Regions from separate parts of the Mus musculus genome. Here regions 2 and 3 are each linked to region 1. The links are chromatin contacts, called in public Hi-C and promoter capture Hi-C maps. All regions are on one chromosome and are shown on one strand. Each heading gives the region's core, a stretch centred on a gene start, on an enhancer-like site or on the middle of the called end of the contact. The rest is flanking DNA. Distances are from core to core; before and after follow the strand shown.

Region 1 (2,814 bases), core at 121-2,620:
GTTCACATGGCAGAGTTTCAGCACTCTAATCCCGGGATGAAAACAGGGTGGCTGGGGTGGGTAGTCTGTGGCTAAGAGCACTGGATCAAGGTTTAGTTCCCAGCACCCACAGGGCTGCTCCCAATTGTCTGCATCTCCAGGTCCAGGGGATACAGCGCCCTCTTCTGGCCTCTGCACATACATATATGCAAGCAGAATGCTGATACATCAAAATTAAATCCTTGCATGCCTTTAATCCCAGCACTCGGGAGGCAGAGGCAGGTGGAGTTCTGAGTTCGAGGCCAGCCTGGTCTACAAAGTGAGTTCCAGGACAGCCAGGGCTATACAGAGAAATCCTGTCTCGAAAAACAAACAAACAAACAAACAAACACCAACCAACCAAAATCTAAATCCTTTAAAAAAAATAATAAATGTGGGATTGCCAATGTGTGCTAGTATTCTTTGCATTTTCCCTTACTGTGCTTTCTTAGGACCAATCTCTAACGAAGACAGGTCACATAACGGGCCCTGCATATCAGTCACACTGTGGAGAGGCTGGTTTTCTTAAAATACTCTGAAGGAGGGAGGGAGGGAAGGAAAAGAATAAGAGAAATAAGAGAAAGAGAGAAGGGGAGGGGAGGGGGAGCGAGTCGAGCGCACACCTTTAGTCTCAGCGCTTGGGAGGAAGAGACAGAGACAGGAGTATCTATCTGTGAGTTCGAGGCCAGCCTGGTCTACAGCGTGAGTTCCATGATAGCCAGGGTTACAGAGAAACCCTGTCTCAAAAAACCCAAACCAAAACAAAAAAGCAAAGCAAAACAAAAAACCCCAAATCCACAATTTCACTGGTAAAAAACCAACTTGTAAATTTCGAAGGTTTTGTTCTTGTTGTTGATGTTCCAATAAACTGCTAAAATGTCAGGACCGGGTTGGGGGAGTCCAAAGGTGCTAAATCTCTGACCACACTGCTAATGATTAATAAAGATGGACTATCTCTTTAGGAGGTCAGCCCTGCTGCGGCCGGGAACAGCTAGCCGCCACTCGGAGGCACTTTCCGCGTGCTTTCCCTGCACGCTCCCCACGCATCACAACTTTGGTCAAGCCTTCCAGTAACTGCGCTCGCTCCAACCCGGAGGATGCTGTGCAGAGCCTGGCCCGGCATGCACTGCGGCCGCTGCCCCCAGCCCGCCCAGCCGGGACCCTCCGGGGCAGCGGGCGGATCACAGCCCGGCCTCTAGCCCCAGGGCGCTGACCTGCAGCCGCGCCTCCTCCACCCACGCGAAGCCACCGCTAGTCCGCAGGAACCTCGCACCCGACGTGTACCCAGCACGCATGCGCGCCACCCGCACTGAGGCTGCGCACAACCCCTCGCTTCCGCCTCGGCCTGCGTCATGTCCGGCTGAGCCCAGGCCCCGGGGTGGGGGTGGGGGGAGGAGCGAATAGAGGCTACTGCGGCTGCGCAGCGCTTGTACCATCTCGCCCCCAGACAACGGTACCGCCCACCCTGCGGGCGCCTGCGCAATTGCCCCTCTCTGCCTCTTCGACGTTTAAGTTGATAGTGGTTCCGAGTTTGAGGCCTGGCTGGGCTACAGCCTGAACCCCACACTTGTAATCCTAGCACATGCGAATTCACAGGCTGAAGTTCAGTCATTTTTGGAAGCCGTCTTACATTACGGTTTTTGTGGACCGTTTGCCTTTCTTGCCCCTTACTGTGACATCCCCTCTATTTGCCCCTGGCCTGCTAGTCTTCGTTCCACGTCATCCCAGGCCTGTCCCTCCCAGCTAGGCCTGGTCACCCTGTCCCCTGGGTCACAGGACGGTGTCAAGCTTTAAGAGCTCTTGCTGGTTTTGCAAAGGACCCAGGTTCGGTTCCCAGCATCCATTTGGGGAGACTCACCACTGCCTAACTCCGGATCCTGAGGATCTAATGCCATCTTCTGACCTCCACGGGCACTGCACTCATATGCACACAAATAATAAAATGTCCTACTGCACCCTCGGGTTGGAGCAATGCTATCATCTACGATAAGATAAATTATTTAATTATCTCATTTTATTTCAGCTTTTTACACTTCTGGGTTGACAGTTACTGTGTGTGCATCTCAACCTGTGCCAAAGGGTGCACGTGGAAACTCACAGAAGACCACTCGCCTTAGTGTGTTCTTTCTTTACTACAAGGTCTCGGATGGAACTCAAATCCTCCGGTGTGTGGCAAGCACCCTTACCTGTCGAGCCCTCCCACCGGCTCTCTCCTGAGTTTTTAATAGTTATCTTTCAGCTTACAGGAGGGAGACCCACCCTCACCTGGTCCTATCTGTACCCACCTCAGAGAAAGCCAGCTCGTTTGGCAAGTCTCAGTACTTTTTATACAAACCCCCGACAGGATATAAACTTGCTTTCCTTCCTATATGGAGATTGAATACCTCACATACATTGGCTGACCTCCATCATAGGTTCATATTGGAAATCTTATAAACTGGAAATTCTTTTTTTTTTTTTTTTTTTTTTTTTGGTTTTTCGAGACAGGGTTTCTCTGTGTAGCCCTGGCTGTCCTGGAACTCACTTTGTAGACCAGGCTGGCCTCGAACTCAGAAATCCGCCTGCCTCTGCCTCCCGAATGCTGGGATTAAAGGCGTGTGCCACCACGCCCAGCTTCAAACTGGAAATTCTTACAGTAGGAGTAGTTTAATTCTTAAAAATTGCTAAGTCATGTATATATACAATAAAACTTGGGCAACTGCTTTAGGAGTTGTGGAATGGACTGGTTCTTCACTATGTGCAAAGGGAAAAGACAGAGCCAGCCCCTTCAGCTTTGAAGGTACGGAAAGCTGGAGT
Region 2 (2,814 bases), core at 192-2,691, 570 kb before region 1:
TTGTTTTTTTCCAGACAGGGTTTCTCTGTATAGCCCTGGCTGTCCTGGAACTCACTTTGTAGAACAGGTTGGCCTCAAACTCAGAAATCCGCCTGCCTCTGCCTCCCGAGTGCTAGGTTTAAAGGCGTGTGCCACCATGCCCTGCTATTATTTTATTCTTAAAGGACTTTAAATAATTATGCACCTCACTGTTGACTGCTGACCACTGCCAAAAGAACTTTGTCTGACCAAGGCTGAGTGTAGCCTAGCTATTGGTAGTGAGAACTGGGCACACTTGGAGAAGTTTGGTGAGATTCTTTCTTGACAACAAAACATTCTCTGATAATCTTCCTTTTGTATAGTGATTAATTTTGGGTACTGTTTCTGTGTCTGTTTCCTTTATAAATCTTGGTGATTACTGAAGAGATAGGTGGGAGGAACTGTCCTTAGAAGGCACACACTTTTTTTTTTTTTAAAGATTTATTTATTTATTATATGTAAGTACACTGTAGCTGTCTTCAGACACACCAGAAGAGGGAGTCAGATCTCATTATGGATGGTTGTGAGCCACCATGTGGTTGCTGGGATTTGAACTCTGGACCTTCGGAAGAGCAGTCGGGTGCTCTCACCCACTGAGCCATCTCACCAGCCCGGCACACACTTTTTTTGTAGTTCAGTTTGTATTCTACTATTATTTAAAATGTTTGCTGTTTTCTTCTCTGTCATCTTTTTCTTTTTCCTTTTTCTTTCCATGCTACTGTTGTTTTTCATAATCATTTTTACTAACAATCCTCATCAAGAGCCAAAAGATTTTAAGTAGCATTGACTTAATTATATTATACTTGTACTAGAGAATGAAAACATGTATATGCATATATTAATCAGAAGCATTTAAATTCATTTTTGAGAAATACTGATTAAATTATTAGTTTCCTTTTTGGGAAAATGTCTGGATAGTGGAGGAACCTTGTTGAAAATTGGTATGACATCTTTCTTAGTGTATTTTCTGTCTGCTCTGTAAAGCTTTTGGCAGTTACAGAAGATCCAGAGAATCTAGCCCTCTTGGGGAATTCCCCGCGGTCCTGACTTTGAAGCGTTGTGGTTGCTACAGTTACAGTGATCTGTGCTGCAGGGGACATGTGCACCGAGCTCTGTTTCCAACAGGAGGCCTGCCATATGCCGCACCTCTCCTTTTCTCAGCAGCTTGTAAAAGGCATGCTTGGATGTTTACTGTCTACTATGTGAGCTGTCATGCTAGAGAAAGCAGCATCCCAAGATGCTGTGCCTAAATAACACTGTTTGCTTTTAGCATCTTAAGGCATTGCTACTAAGTGTGATCCCATCAATAGATGAAACTGTATCTTTGTTTTAATTCTGGTTTTAAAGGCACTGTTATGTCTTTCATGTTAGTCAGTGGCAAGAATATGCTTTTATCTAGTAAGTAGAAAAAAGGATGGCAGAGCAGAAGGGTGTGGGAGGGACGATATGGAACTGCCAGGCAGAACTGGGCAGCATGACGGGGCATCACTCCCATGTGCTTATGGCCACTGAGTCCCTAAGGAATGAGTGTTTTCCTATTCTGATTCCCGATGGAAAACTGAGTTTCCCCTCCTCATCTTCCCCTTCTCAGCTTTTGGGAGGAGACCTTCTTATTGAAGGTGTAAAACAGTAGGACATGTCAGTGTTTAACTGGAGTGTTTAGCAGCTCTGAAGGGAGCAGAGTAGGTTTTCATGGACACTTAAAATAAAACACAACAAAAACCAAAACACTCAGGCAGGAGGCTCACTCCTGTACTCTCAGTTGAGCAGGAGGGTCATGAGATTGATGTCAGCCTGGACTGCAGAGTGAGACCAACCATGTCCTTGTAAACAAACAAGGAATTTAATTTTTCAGTGTTATTCTGGAAAAAAATAAGTTTTGTACTTCCCCTGATAAGAGCTAGTAGCGATTCTAGAACTACTATCCATATTACAGAGAGCTGAAACTCACGCTAAACTAAGAATTAGCAGCTTTAGTTGTTCTTTGTAGAAGTTAATAGCTGTCTGTAAGAATGTTAGAAACTTAACTCCTTTTTTGTTAAAAAAGATTAATTTATTATTATGTGAGTACACTCGCTGTAGCTGTCTTCAGAAGACACCACCAGAAGAGGGCGTCAGATCTCATTACGGATGGTTGTGAGCCGCCATGTGGTTGCTGGGATTTGACCTCAGAACCTTCGGAAGAGCAGCCAGTGCTCTTAACGGCTAAGCCAGCTCTCCAGCTCTGAAACTTAACTCTTTATTCCCAATTATTAGGTTCTTTTTGGAACTGTCTGTGGCATTTGCTAGAAGCAGACTCAGTGAAAGAGTGTTGAGAGACTGAGGAAGAGTACTGCTGCCCCGAGTGGTGACCGGGCGCTGAGGCAGAGACCGTGGTGGGCGGGGGCCGTGGAGTGGAGATAACTTCTTGAAAGGAAGGGCATAAAGATCTGAATTTAGTTAGCTCCATTCCACAGTTCAAGCCTTCGACTCTGGCCTGAGTGGTCAAGAAGGTGCTGAAAGAGCTTGGGTATATTCCCGCTTGGCTCTTCTAAAATGACTCGGTTTTAGACACTCAGTAGCTGTGCTGATCAGAGACAACAGCTTGCATATGCATGCTGTACCGTGCTGGGCCTTGCCTTCATCTTCTTCAACAGCATCCGTGTAGCAAATCACTATTGACTACGTTTGTCTTCGTTCTCTAAGTATAGCCTTCTCTTAACATCTTCATTCAGCTTCTGTTTTTTGTCATCCTGTAATCTGTTTTTCATGGCAGGATAGGTGAGCTTTTCAGAAATGTAGATCACACCATTCTCT
Region 3 (2,814 bases), core at 236-2,735, 550 kb before region 1:
TTAGGATGCCTTGTTTCAAGTGATGCCTTTGGTCAGATTGTGTGTTGAGTACTGCAAAGGTGATGCTGAGAGGCTGCCTGTTACCCATGCATGCTCATTACGGTAGCTTAGCTCCCAGGGAGAGCTATCCTAAAGGTAAACTGTAAAACACTGCATATGCCAGTCTCCTCTGGGGGAGGATCAGGAGCTGGCTTCCGGCCTTTCCTGACCACACAGGGAGAGAGACAGATAGAGAGTTCTAGACTAACTTGAGATGCATTGAAACCTTGTCTATAAGCAAACTAATACTTACATTGATTACTAAAAATGTGTATTATTTATGCGTATGGATGGATGCAATGCATGTCTGTGTCTTCAGTTTATGTATATCACATGTGTGCAGGAGCCTGAAGAGTCCAGAAGAGGTCATCCATCAGACTGTGAGCCTTTCTGTGAGTGCTGGTCCTCAGCAAGAGCAGTGAGCTCTCTAAGCCTTTATAATGGTTAAAGTCAGGTAATAAAAACGTGTATCTCTCCGTTCTTAACCTCACCGCTAATTGCTTTTAAAAGCCATAGTATTTGTTACTGTGATTTTTCTTTAGCTTTTATCATAAAAGACAACTATTTAATGTTGAAGACTAGCTTTCAATATTTATGATTCAGTTTTTATAATACTTTTTTTTTTTCCTGAATGGTGTGCTTTTCTAGTTGTTTGGGAATTATTTTAACTCTTCTCTAAGTATATTAGTCCTTGGCTGGAAAACAATAAATAGAAATATTTGCTATTATTTTATTGTAGGTTGGGCCCATGAGGCCATATGCTGATAAATATTCCTCAGTGTGTAGCACCACATTTCTCGTTTTGTTTTGCTTGTTTTCTCTCTCACCTTTCCTGGCTGGGAACTCACTATGTAGACCAGGCTTTTCTCAAACTCACTGAGATCCTCCCTCCTCCTTCCTCCCTCCTGCCCCCACCCCCACCCCACCCCCAAAACAAAACAAAACAAAAGCCTATCACAGGACTCATGTGATACTTGTTAGGTCTACAGTAAATGATAACAGAGAGAGGTCGGCTTCTACCATCTGCCCATTTGTTCCGTGTCTCCTATAATTGGCATGTCAGGAAAATCTCATGATAAGGGCCTGCCCTGGCCTGGAGAGACTATAAAGGGGGCCTTGGGCAGTCATTTCCTTCCAGGACTTAGGACACGATTTGCATTGCAATCCTTTAGATACACACACCCAGTCTGTGATGGCTTTCATGTTTTTTTCATAGTGGTCAGCTTACTCTGAAGATTGGAGGGAATGATCAGTGTTTGGTTTTGTTGTTAGGATTAATGAAATGGCGTAAACACAAGAAGTTAGCCTGAGTCTTCCTTTGTATGGAACTGAATTTCCTGTGATTTAAATATTTGTCTTTTCTGGTCAGTTAAAGATTAAACTCCCAGAATGGGTGTTGAACATTTGTCTTCATGAGAGCCTCACCTCTCGGCTTCTCTAAAGGCGTGTTTTAGCCAAGCAGTCCTCCTACCCCGGCTTTGGACTTTGTTTTAATCAGTGTATCCTGGCATGCTTCAGTACGTGGTTTGAATTAGGCTAGTCAGACATTTCCTGTAGGGAAGTAATTGTTCTTTATGCAGGGAATTACTCACTCAGTGATCCTCCCTGTGATGTTGAACCTTGTAAATAGTACTCATTTAATTTTTTTGAAAAGTTTAATAAGTATTTTTCCTGAGAAAGATGGTGATTTTATTTTAAAAGAGTTTAGTTTGTTAGACACATAGTACTAGAAAAACCTCAAATCAGGATAACAACAAAAAGGCAAAAGCAGTGTTTCAAGTTTGTATATGTTACTTTAATTTCACAAATAACTAGTTTAATATTTTCAGTTCTTGGTATAATGATCCTGGTTTTGTATTATCTTATTCTTCAGTAAACTTTGCTGGACCCCCACTGAGACACCCAAGGGCTTTTCTAAACCTCCCATCCAGCATCATGATCTGTGCCCTGAGTGTGTCCCCAGCCTCTCCTCTGTGCTGCCTCTTGTCTGTCATTATACATTGACCGAGCGAGAGCGAGTTGTCAGAGTGAATAAGCAGGGCAGTTAGGAGTCTACCTAGAGGCCTCACTTAGGACTTTGTTTGCTCTCCTTGGGGGCGATGCTCACTTTTGGAATCTGTGCTTCCTGCCTGACCTTTGGTTCCATTTACTTCTCCCTTCTTGTAAGTAGATAAGGTGATGACGCCCTAAGTTGTGTTTCTTCCCTAGAATATGTTTTAGTCATGTTGATACTTTTTAGGATTTCCTCAAGGTAATACTTTTAAATACTTAGTAAGAAGTTATTGCTTGTTTAATTTATGTGAAATATGTTTGGGGCTCATTACTATAAAACATAAAGAAAAGTTAATTGTGCCTCGCCTTAATGTTGTACTTACATAGTTATAATTTGATACCATTTCTAATTATGTTCTGAGAGGATGGACCTGAGCTTGATGATGCATGTCTTTAAGCCCAGCTCTTAGGAGACAAAGGCAAGGTGACTGTTTTACATCCTGTTGAATCTAACCAGGGCTACACAGAAAGACCGTGTTTCAAAAACAAGAGAGAAAATCTGTTGTCTTGATTGCAGTAATGTTTACCTAACTTTATATTTAATCATAAGCTTATTTACTGAAGGCAAAATTAAATATTAAAATGATGACATCAAAGTACATAAACTTTAACTCCTTTTTGTGGCAGGTGTGTTCATGGTTTTCTGTGGGCATACTTATTACCAGTGTGCTTGATTTAATGCTTTATATTTCTGCTCTTCAACACCTTTACCTAGCAAGGAGC

Evidence for each region. Promoter capture Hi-C pulls out the DNA fragments that hold promoters and counts their contacts. Hi-C and Micro-C count contacts between places; a contact is called where the count stands out from the background.
Region 2: a Hi-C map of cortical neurons shows a contact between it and region 1, with 4 times the contacts expected there. The contact joins the enhancer-like site here to the promoter of Park7 in region 1. A contact is called at or near these places in 4 of 39 promoter capture datasets (embryonic stem cells, hippocampal neurons, liver and 1 more), 6 of 484 Hi-C or Micro-C datasets (the G1E-ER4 cell line, bone marrow-derived macrophages, cortical neurons and 2 more), 5 of 115 datasets of contacts at active chromatin or transcription factors (the SCID.adh cell line, astrocytes, bone marrow-derived macrophages and 2 more) and 3 of 9 other capture datasets (adipose tissue, embryonic stem cells and macrophages).
Region 3: a contact with region 1 is called in a promoter capture Hi-C map of the HPC-7 cell line, with 3 times the contacts expected there. The contact joins the enhancer-like site here to the promoter of Park7 in region 1. A contact is called at or near these places in 7 of 39 promoter capture datasets (the HPC-7 cell line, cranial neural crest, embryonic stem cells and 4 more), 2 of 484 Hi-C or Micro-C datasets (cortical neurons and myocytes) and 3 of 115 datasets of contacts at active chromatin or transcription factors (astrocytes, bone marrow-derived macrophages and pancreatic cancer cells).

Annotation. Positions count from the first base shown.
Region 1 is chr4:150,908,551-150,911,364 of GRCm38.p6, forward strand. It overlaps Park7 (Parkinson disease (autosomal recessive, early onset) 7), which reads right to left and starts at 1,371. Exons shown (of 7, transcript NM_020569.3): 1 at 1,233-1,371.
Region 2 is chr4:150,337,985-150,340,798 of GRCm38.p6, forward strand. All of the region lies in intron 1 of Rere (arginine glutamic acid dipeptide (RE) repeats), which reads left to right. Among named protein-coding and RNA genes, the nearest start is that of Rere, 57 kb to the left of the region's middle. Within about 2 kb of position 1,442, at least 56 of the 459 cell types and tissues checked have an H3K27ac peak or open chromatin away from gene starts, as enhancers often do. A contact at or near this core is called in the SCID.adh cell line, cortical neurons, embryonic stem cells and 2 more, where this site is marked.
Region 3 is chr4:150,360,981-150,363,794 of GRCm38.p6, forward strand. The region is part of intron 1 of Rere (arginine glutamic acid dipeptide (RE) repeats); the gene reads left to right. Among named protein-coding and RNA genes, the nearest start is that of Rere, 80 kb to the left of the region's middle. Within about 2 kb of position 1,486, at least 65 of the 459 cell types and tissues checked have an H3K27ac peak or open chromatin away from gene starts, as enhancers often do. A contact at or near this core is called in the HPC-7 cell line, bone marrow-derived macrophages, embryonic stem cells and 2 more, where this site is marked.